Linked DNA regions of Sus scrofa: regions 1 and 2 are each linked to region 3. The links are chromatin contacts, called in public Hi-C maps. All regions are on one chromosome and are shown on one strand. Each heading gives the region's core, a stretch centred on a gene start, on an enhancer-like site or on the middle of the called end of the contact. The rest is flanking DNA. Distances are from core to core; before and after follow the strand shown.

Region 1 (3,197 bases), core at 371-2,870, 250 kb after region 3:
GGGCGTCCACCTGCCCCAGGACCACGGAACCCCGGGCATCCTCCTTAAGCACGTTCTCGATGTGGTGGCACACAGTGGCCGTGTAGGGCCGCCAGCGGCTGTGCTCATTCAGCCACTCCCACACCACCACCCGGGCCACATTCTGCGGTGGGAAGCCCAGCCCGTTCACCGGCACCATCACGCCCTGGCCTGGCTGTGACATGGCCGCTGTTGCCTCAGGGGCCAGGACCCCGCTATATTCCTGGCCCAGCTCCTTTTGGGCCTGGGATCCGGTGGGGAAATTCCTCTCTCCCCAGGGAGGACAGCAAGGACTGTCTGGCCTCCTTTCTAACTCCTGGCCCTCTCTGAGGCCCAGAGGCCTCAGTTAAAGGAGTGTGGGATGGTGTTCCAGGCTCCAAGGACCCCTTGGCGGCAGAGCTGTCTCAGATAAAGGTGCTTCTCTGGATGAGCAAGTGTCTTTCTTCTGATGGGGAAAACGGCGCTCTCAATTCCTTGGTGTCCCCAGCTCAGATCAGGGAGTGAGGCAGACGCCACTACTTTAGGTCCGGGCTCTCTCCTGCTGGTCTCCCGTTCTTCCTGGCCGCGCAGGGCCTGTCACCCAGGAGGCCCGGCCCAGCCTGCTGTTCTCTGCAGCGCCCGGCCAGCCCTCTGCGCTCCCAACTGCGTCCCAGACCCCGAGCCTGGCTCCAGTTGGGCTGCTTGCCTTGCCTCGGGTCCGCCCCCCCCGACGGCTTCTGTTGAAGGGGGGCGTCCCCGTCCCCCTTGTTCCGGATCCACAGCGTCCTGGAAGGCCTGAGTGGCTGAAGAACGCACGGGGGAGGGGGGAGGCGCGTATCCCCAGCCTGGCGGCCCGGGCAGCGGCTCCCGGAGCTGGGCTAGGGGACGAGGGGGGCGGGGGCCCGTGGGCACGCCCCACCCCACTCGTGCTCGCGACCTGCCAGGAAACAAGAAGGGGAGAGGGCCCTTTAAGAATAGAGCGCGGCACCCCCTCCCCCCTTCCCGGGAGAGCAATCGGCTGAGAACAATGGGGAACCGATGGGGGGGGTGAGCAAGGGGGGCTAAAGGGGGTCGCGTGGTCTCGGTCCCTAAGGGCAGGCCTGAAGGGAGGGATGGGGCTGCGGGCGAAATTTTCCGAGCCTCCTCGCCTGCGGCGCCCCCTCCTCAGCTCCCTGAGCGCTCCCCTCCCCCGGGGCCCGCACGCCCAGCCGAGGGATGCAGGGTGCGCGGGGATATGCGAGGATGCGCGGCGCTGCAGGCGCGGCCCAGGGCCCCTCGGGGGTCGCGTCACCGAGGAGGCGAAGCCGGGAGCTGGATGGTCAATGCCTTCCGCCCTGGGGGTAACAGTCCCCCTTCTCCAGCCCAGACCTCCCCAAAGCGCGCGCGGACCTCCCAAAGGAGCCGGGGGTGGGGTCCCCAAGCACCCCGCGCTCTCACCGCTTCTCCTCTGCTCTGCCTTCTTCTCCGGCTCAAGCTCCAGCCCGGCCGCCTCCTGGGCTCCCCCCGGAGTGGGAGGGAGCCTCGGTCCCGCCTCCGCGCCCTTTCTCTCCCAGGCCGCGCACCAGGGCGCTGGGCTTTCGGCGTGCGGACCTACTACCCTGCCGACCGACGGACGCGTGTGCCTGCTGCCGGACGCCGGAATCCCGCGGGTGGGAGGCGGCCGCGGCCGCGCTCAGGGGAGGGAAGGGGGAGGGGGCGGAGAAGGAGGAAGGGGAGGAGACAGACCGCGGCCCTAAACGCTGACACGCGAGTCCCCGGGGCGCCCCATATCCTGGGCTAGGCCCACCTGGGACCCCAGGAGGCCTCCTGACCCCAGCATGGTGCGAAGTATGGACTGGGGTGTCCATGGAGTGCCAGCTTGAATCTTAGTCATGGGTTACATTCCAGTTGCCCAGTCCAGGGCCTGTACACAATAGATGCTCAATAAATGCTTGAACAAATGACTAAGATCCAGAGATTGTTTAAAGAAAGATTTTGGAGGAGGGTAAGGGTAGGCCCACCGCCATATCATTCAGGGATGCTGCAAACAACAGGTGCTCAATAAATGCCAGATGAGGTTTGGCTGGATGAAAAGGGAGGCAGGTGGTGGCAGTAGCTCAAGTGTTAATGGGATGGCCAGCCCTCCTGTCCCTGGCAAGCTGGATGCAACTGAGAACCGCATAACATCTGGCAAGGGGATGGACCACCCGGAGCCTGTGGGTGTTTAGATTAGGGAGGATGAAGGATGTGTCCGGGAACTCCAGCCTGGGCGGCAGATGGGGGTCAGCGGTCTGTTGGAGCCTGTCCAGCACGGCCCACGCTCCTCTTCCTCTCCAGGGCAGATGGTGATGAACGGGACAAAGTCAGGGCAGACTGCTCAGGGGAGATTTCCCAGAACCTAACTCAATTCCCCAGCTAACTGGAGTGACTGCCTCTTCTCCAGGCCCCTGTTTTCTCCTGCAGCCCAGTGCCCAAGGGCCTCTCCAGATTGGGCTGTGATTCTGTTTGCTTGTGCCTGCTGCAGACTAAAGAGAGCGGCTCTGTCGGAGGGCAGGGCCAGCTCTGCAGTGCTATTGCTCCAACAGGATGGTTGAGCTCTGGGCATTTAGCCTAGGATTTCCAGGGGTCCATGAAGCCCCGCCCTCCCCTTACAGACAAACTTACATGTCTGTACTTTTTTTTTTAGCAGGGCTCTGGCTTTCAGCAGATTCTTCTCCACGGAGGTTGTGACCCCAAAGATTCAGAGTTGATGCTGTAACACCCTTATGTTACAGACAAGGATCTGAGGATTCCGGGATGGAGAAGAAACTGGCTCAAAGTTACATGGAAATTTAGCAGCAAGTTGGAAAGAACCCATGACTCCAGACTGTATAATGCTATTTAAGGTCTGACTAAATGTCACCTCCTCCAGGAAGCCTTCCCTGAACTTGTCCCATCTTCCTCTGTGTTCCTTTGCACATACCTTGATGTGACACCCTATATCACAATGAGCCACTTCAATGGAATTTGTCCCTGCTAGAATGAGCCATCCATGAGATCGGAGACTGTGTCTTACTCATCTTTGTGTGGTGTGGCTGGTGTTTATTACTTAATCGCTATCGTTTATTGAGTACCTATTATGTGCCAAGGCACTTTTGTAATGCTCATTCCATTTCACAGTTGTCCCACAAGGTAGGTAATATTGTCCTCATTTCACATATGGAAAAAAATCTCCTGGAGCT
Region 2 (2,993 bases), core at 349-2,848, 140 kb after region 3:
CAATAACCATTAGCATTAGACCCTGTTTTCCTAACTTGTTCATGAAAATGCAGCAGGAGCCATTTTATGAATAACTTGATGAAATGTGGAATCACATCTGTGTTATTTTATCAATCAACCACACTAATAATCTTATGCAAACTGCTGTGTGATCTTGGGCAAATCACCTGACCCCTCTGGGCCTCAGAAGACCAGCCTAAGACATCTGGGGATGGTTATTGCACCATCACAACCATCATCACCACCATTTATTGAGAGCTTTTTAATTGTCAGGTTATTGTGCCAAGCACTGTAAAGTCTCATCTCGTTTAATCCTCTCAATAATCCCACTAGGTACCACCTTCCACTGTGAGGAAATCGCAGCTCAGAGAATTCAAAGTGCTTGCCCAAGGCCACACAGCATGTGAACAGCAGGGCATCTCCCTGGCCTGTTACCTGTACTTGTTCTTCTTCCTTGGTGTGGGGGTTGGGATGCTACCCCTGGAAGAGCTGGTCTCACAGCTCCTGTTGGCTCCTGAGGCCTGTGATGCCCCTGTACCCACTCCTCTGGTTCTGTTGGCTTTCTTCATCCAGGGTGGGTCAAAATCTGGTGGTGTGGGCCGGGTGCCTGCAGGACTGCCAAACAAAGTCTCATCCACGTATGACGGCCTAACATTGACCCGGTGGTTGCCCCGGCAGCGTTGCTGAACATGGAGGGTCTGCATCCCACTGATGGCCAGCTCAACTGGGGTCTTCATGCTGCCCATGGTCTCTGGTGACAGCAGTTGTGCTCTGCCTTCCAGGCCCTGCCTCCAGGGCTCCCTGTGAAAAACGGTCATGGTGGCAACCATCTGTCATCAGCAAAGACTGGCAGTCACATAAATTCCCATCCCCAGGGCAAAAAGGTCACATTCTCCCTTAACCAGACCTCCTCAAAGGGGAGCTGCCAATCCCAGGGCACATTTTGGAAATCTGACCCTTTTTTAGTTGTCAGGATGACAGGGACGGGGGTCCTACTGGCCAAAATTTCATGAATAAACATGTACTTCCGGCATACACTGTGTGCTCAACAAATATTTACAGAATGCTAGGGGATTGGAGAAGAGATTGGGCTTGTGCCCATTTTGGCACCAACCAGAAAACAAAGGAAGGGGAGACAAGGGAAGTCCCTATATGCTGTACATGTTTACGGGGCAGGTATAATAACCAGCATAATCCCAAGCCTACCTCTTGCAAAGTGCTTCATAAGCATTGTCTCATTTAATCTTCTCAACGGTCCTGTGACATAGCTTCCATTACGTCCATTCTACAGATGACAAAACTGGGGCTTCAAAAGCTGAAGTCACAAATGTCAGTCACACCTATAAGCTAAAACAGTGGGAGTTGAATCTGAACCTGATAGAATTCTAGAGCTTGTGCACTCAACTATTGTACTACTGAAGGATCACGCCCAGTCTGTTATTCGCCGATCCCCAAATCAAAATCCCGGCTGACGTCTGAGGTGCCGGCAACCTGGAGTTACTTTCCTACCTGAGCATTTTGTATTGCTGATGTCGGCCGCAATTCTATGGCCCCTCCCCCCAAGTCTGGACTCCTTTGCGGGGGCGTTCTGGCACCTGCAGCGCGCGGTACACCCGAGATCTGCAGCTCCGACTCTCAGGAGCCCGCGACCCTCGGCTGCTCAGGCCACCCCCAGCCCCCGACCCGGGCACCGCGCGGACAGCCCGGGCAAAGCGCCGACGGACTGGACCAGGGAAGTCAAGCCCTAGCGACGTCAGGTCCGCACGCGCATCAAACAGCAACCAACCACCAGCCCTCCAACCGCAGGCCCCGGCGAGCCGGCCGGAACCATTCGCTCCCGAGGTGGTCAGGGCTCCCCGTTCCGGACGCCACCTGGAGTTCCCCAAAGCCTTGGGGAGGGGTATCTCACGCCGGTGAGACGACACTGTGGGCGCGCGCATTGTGTGTCAAGCATCCGGAGGCTGCGAGAGGGGAGGGAACGCAGCAGCGGCCGCGTAGAGGCCCACCCCCGCCCCAAACGCGCCGTTGGTACATTCCGGCAGACTCCGCTCCCTCCTGTTTCTCGGCGCCGGGGCCCGCATGGCTGCCGGCAGGCGCCCGGCGGCCGCACAGCGGTCCGGAGCTGCCATGGCCCAATGGAGGAAAAAGAAGGGGCTCCGGAAGCGCCGGGGAGCGGCCTCCCAGTCCCGCAGCAGCGACTCGGAGGACGGCGAGTTTGAGATCCAGGCGCAAGATGACGCCCGGGCCCAGAAGGTAGGAACGCATATATGTCGGAGCCCAAGCGCTGGCTCCGTGCAGCGCCTCGCAGCTTGAGTTTCCCCAGCTGAGGAGTGGGCACGGCTGAAGGTGGGGAGAGGTCGTCTGGCCTGGGGTTGGGTCAGGACCTCCGGCCTGAGGCTCATGTGCTCCAGGGGCTGGGGCCTGCGGGCCTTCCGGGCCGGCTCTCAGTTTCTTGCTTCTCATTGGCTACTTCCTAGCCGGGGAACGGGTCCTGATTCCCACTCATCCAATGGAAAGTGCGGATGCTGAAGATCGGACTTGGAGAGTTTGGGGGATTCTTGGGAGGATGAATTAGGAGAAGGCTTCACCGCTTGGCTTGAGACCGTGGCTCCCCCAAACTTTTGGAAACTAATAATAAGTTAGACTTGCTTTTGTTGATCGCTTATTATGTGCCAGGCTCCGGCGCTAAGAGCTTTACAAACCTTATCATTTAATCCTTACACCCACCCGGTGAGCTAAGTAGCCATCCTGATTTTCCAGAGGAGGAAACCTAGGCCTAGAGGGGTTAAAGGAACGTGACCAAGATCTCAGGGCTTGTGAGTGGGAGAGCAAGGATTCAAATCTCGGACTGTATGGTTCCAGTCCCCGTGCTGTTTCCTCTACTGAATGTTAACTGTATGCAAGGGGCGGCAGGGGGGCGGCGGTAGGTGTGAACACCAACGTGGAAAAGCGCTGTAGCCCAGTATTTCTCACAGCCTTGTGCGTAGCGGCTG
Region 3 (2,947 bases), core at 231-2,730:
TCCCCAGTTCCAGCCTTGGTGCCCTGCCACACCCCACCCCAATGGAAGGAAAGACAGAGAGGATCAGAACTTGCCCAGGAGGCTGGGAAACTGGAGAGGGGGGACTACATCTATCAGGGCGAGTAGATCACTAATGCCCCTGTTTTGACCTATTTGCCATATTCTTCTTTCAAAAGCCACACTACTAGGGAGTTCCCATTGTGGCTAGCCATTAACAAAACCGACTGGTATCCTTGAGGACACAGGTTCAATCCCTGGCCGCACTCAGTGGATTAAGGATCCAGCGTTGCTGTGGGTTGTAGTGTAAGTAGACCCAGCTGGAATCTGGCCTGGCTGTGGCTGTGGTGTAGGCTGGCAGCTGCCACTCTGATTGGACCCCTAACCTGGGAACTTCCATATGCCTCGGATACAGCCATAGAAAGAAAAAGAAAAAAAAGGAAAAAGAGAAAAAAAAAAAAAAAAAAGCCACCCTAATAGAGGGAAATGAACCCAATTAGGAGATCTCCCAAACAGGCATTTCAGGCAGGACAGCCGAAATATTGGTGTGTAAAACGGAGCGTTCCCTGCCTGGGATCTTCTCAAATACTTCTTAGCACTGATTACCAGAAGTATTTTTTTTTCAATTTTATTTCATTGGAGTTCCTGTCGTGGCGCAGTGGTTAACGAATCCGACTAGGAACCATGAGGTTGCGGGTTCGGTCCCTGCCCTTGCTCAGTGGGTTAATGATCCGGCGTTGCCGTGAGCTGTGGTGTAGGTTGCAGACTCGGCTCGGATCCCGCGTTGCTGTGGCTCTAGTGTAGGCCAGGGGCTACAGCTCCGATTCAACCCCTAGCCTGGGAATCTCCATGTGCCGCTGGAACGGCCCAAAGAAATAGCAAAAAAAAAAAAAAAAAAAGTCAATTTTATTTTATTTTATTTTATTTTTGTCTTTTTGCCATTTCTTGGGCCACTCCCACGGCATATGGAGGTTCCCAGGCTAGGGGTCGAATCGGAGCTGTAGCTGTCAGCCTACGCCAGAGCCACAACAATGCGGGATCCGAGCCGTGCCTGCGGGATCCGAGCCGTGCCTGCGGTCTACACCACAGCTCACGGCAACGCCGGATCGTTAACCCACTGAGCAAGGGCAGGGATCGAACCCTCAACCTCATGGTTCCTAGTCGGATTCGTTAACCACTGCGCCACGACGGGAACTCCCACCAGAAGTATTTTGACATCAGCGTGCCCACACCTCCCTTGGGAATAGAGCCCTTTAGTTTCACCTTATAATGAGCCTCTCCGATCTCCTACCGTTTATAACCATTAGGTTTCATCTCAGCGTCTGCTTTAGAGGCGAAAGCAGAACCGACAGGCAAGGGGCACTGAGAGGAGGAGAGTGGGGAAGACCCGCAGGACCTCCCAGGGGGCCTGTGCCTTTAAGGGAAGGGGCGGGACGAGCCCTTGGGGGCGTGGTGTCTGGGCGGGGTTGTTAAGGGGCGTGGCCGGCGCGGGGCTCGCCGGGGCCAAATCAGGGCCGAGCCTCGGAACCAAACTCAGACGCTGCAGCGGGCTGGGAGCTCTGGTCTGCTGCCGCGTCGAGGGCGGAAGGTCGGGCGGCGCCTGCCAGCGCGCTGGGACTGGAAAGGCCTCGAAGCCCGGCGGGGTCGAGGTGCGGAGTTTGCGGGTTCGAGGCCCAGCCCGAGGTAAGCGGAGCTTCCCCGCCCAGCTGGGCGCAGCAGGAAGACCAGGCACCCGAAGTTGAACTCAACGTCCGCGCAGATTGGGAAACGGAGTACATTGACCTTCCCGGGGTCTCGTACCTAGAAAGTGCAGCGGCAAAAGTGATTGAAGCCCGAGTTTCCTGACCTCTGCCTCTTCCTACCAGGTCTGCATATCTTCTGAGCCTCTGAGCACCTGGCCTCGGACAGGCGCACAGGCGGCGCTCCATAAATGCTTCCTCATGAATGAGTATAAGAAATCGGCCGGCCGGTAGAGAGGAGACACGTGCTGATCCTCAAGTTGGGGTACATCTGAGGCGCGAGCCCTTAGCGTTTGCTCCGACGCGCCACCATTTGTCTTCGTTTTACAGATGAGGAATCAGAGGTTCAGAGAAATGAAGTGACCTCTCCAAGGCCGCACAGCTCTTAAGTGGCTGAGACTGAATTGCGGAGCTGGAGTATCTCGCCCCAAGTCTCTGCCAGGTGCAGTTACGGAGAACAACAGGAGGGAGGAGGCTATCAAAGGTGAGTTGAGAGTGCTGGGGCTGGTCCTTCCGCCCCCTTTTTTCCATCCCCACCGCACCCCCGCCGCCAACCTCTTCCTCCCCTCTTCTGCCCCTGCCAGGTGAGCAAAGAATTAAACAAACAAAAAACCCAAAGCAAAATGTTTTCTGGGCTTTGTTTTCCTTGAAGCCAAAACAAAACATGCTCATCTACAACATGTGGAAGAGCCAAAAGGAGGAAATTAGTGTGCCAAGGACTCTTTTTTTCTTTCCTGTTTAATTTCTTTGGAAGAAAAGCAAAGCTGGTTTTTCCCTGGTGCTGAGGGAAAAGACAGAGCTAAAGTTCAGCCCCACTCTGCTGCTAACCCGCTGGGTGACTTTGAGCAATTCACTTCCCCCAGGACCTGATTTCCCCATTAGAGGAGTTATTGGCCTAGGTTTCCTTGGAAACACTACCAGGGGCTCAGGAAGAAGGGCTAGCCAATCTGCATGCTGATTGAGTCAGGCCCATCCAGAATATGGGTTTCTACACTGGCTCTCCTTTGGTGAGGGGAGGAGAAAGGACAGTTTTTCAACTGAAAAAGTTTTCAGGGCCTTCCTGTTGGGTCCTGCAGTCATGGGTTGACACCATTTCTCTCTCTCTCTCTCTTCTACCTTATAGGCCATTGGAGGTGCCAGCTGTTTGAAACGAAAACGCCATAGAAAGGGAAGAAGAGGGTGAGGGCCAGGCCCCTTGGGGCTGATGGCTG

Evidence for each region. Hi-C and Micro-C count contacts between places; a contact is called where the count stands out from the background.
Region 1: a Hi-C map of omental adipose tissue shows a contact between it and region 3, with 4 times the contacts expected there. The contact joins the promoter of DTX1 here to the promoter of SLC8B1 in region 3. A contact is called at or near these places in 2 of 5 promoter capture datasets (fetal skeletal muscle and liver), 24 of 47 Hi-C or Micro-C datasets (alveolar macrophages, blood, brain and 12 more) and 2 of 2 datasets of contacts at active chromatin or transcription factors (alveolar macrophages and skeletal muscle).
Region 2: a contact with region 3 is called in a Hi-C map of embryonic fibroblasts, with 3 times the contacts expected there. The contact joins the promoter of DDX54 here to the promoter of SLC8B1 in region 3. A contact is called at or near these places in 2 of 5 promoter capture datasets (fetal skeletal muscle and liver), 27 of 47 Hi-C or Micro-C datasets (adipocytes, adipose tissue, alveolar macrophages and 13 more) and 2 of 2 datasets of contacts at active chromatin or transcription factors (alveolar macrophages and skeletal muscle).

Annotation. Positions count from the first base shown.
Region 1 is chr14:38,558,128-38,561,324 of Sscrofa11.1, reverse strand. It overlaps DTX1 (E3 ubiquitin-protein ligase DTX1), which reads right to left and starts at 1,620. Exons shown (of 12, transcript XM_021072393.1): 1 at 1,435-1,620; 2 at 1-934. The coding sequence starts at 202.
Region 2 is chr14:38,666,871-38,669,863 of Sscrofa11.1, reverse strand. DDX54 (ATP-dependent RNA helicase DDX54) reads left to right here and starts at 1,598. Exons shown (of 20, transcript XM_021073260.1): 1 at 1,598-2,253. The coding sequence starts at 2,080. It overlaps RITA1 (RBPJ-interacting and tubulin-associated protein 1), which reads right to left and starts at 1,778. Exons shown (of 4, transcript XM_005670684.3): 1 at 1,510-1,778; 2 at 1,207-1,347; 3 at 436-801. The coding sequence starts at 746.
Region 3 is chr14:38,806,794-38,809,740 of Sscrofa11.1, reverse strand. SLC8B1 (sodium/potassium/calcium exchanger 6, mitochondrial) reads left to right here and starts at 1,480. Exons shown (of 17, transcript XM_021073269.1): 1 at 1,480-1,680; 2 at 2,067-2,220; 3 at 2,860-2,947. The coding sequence starts at 2,941.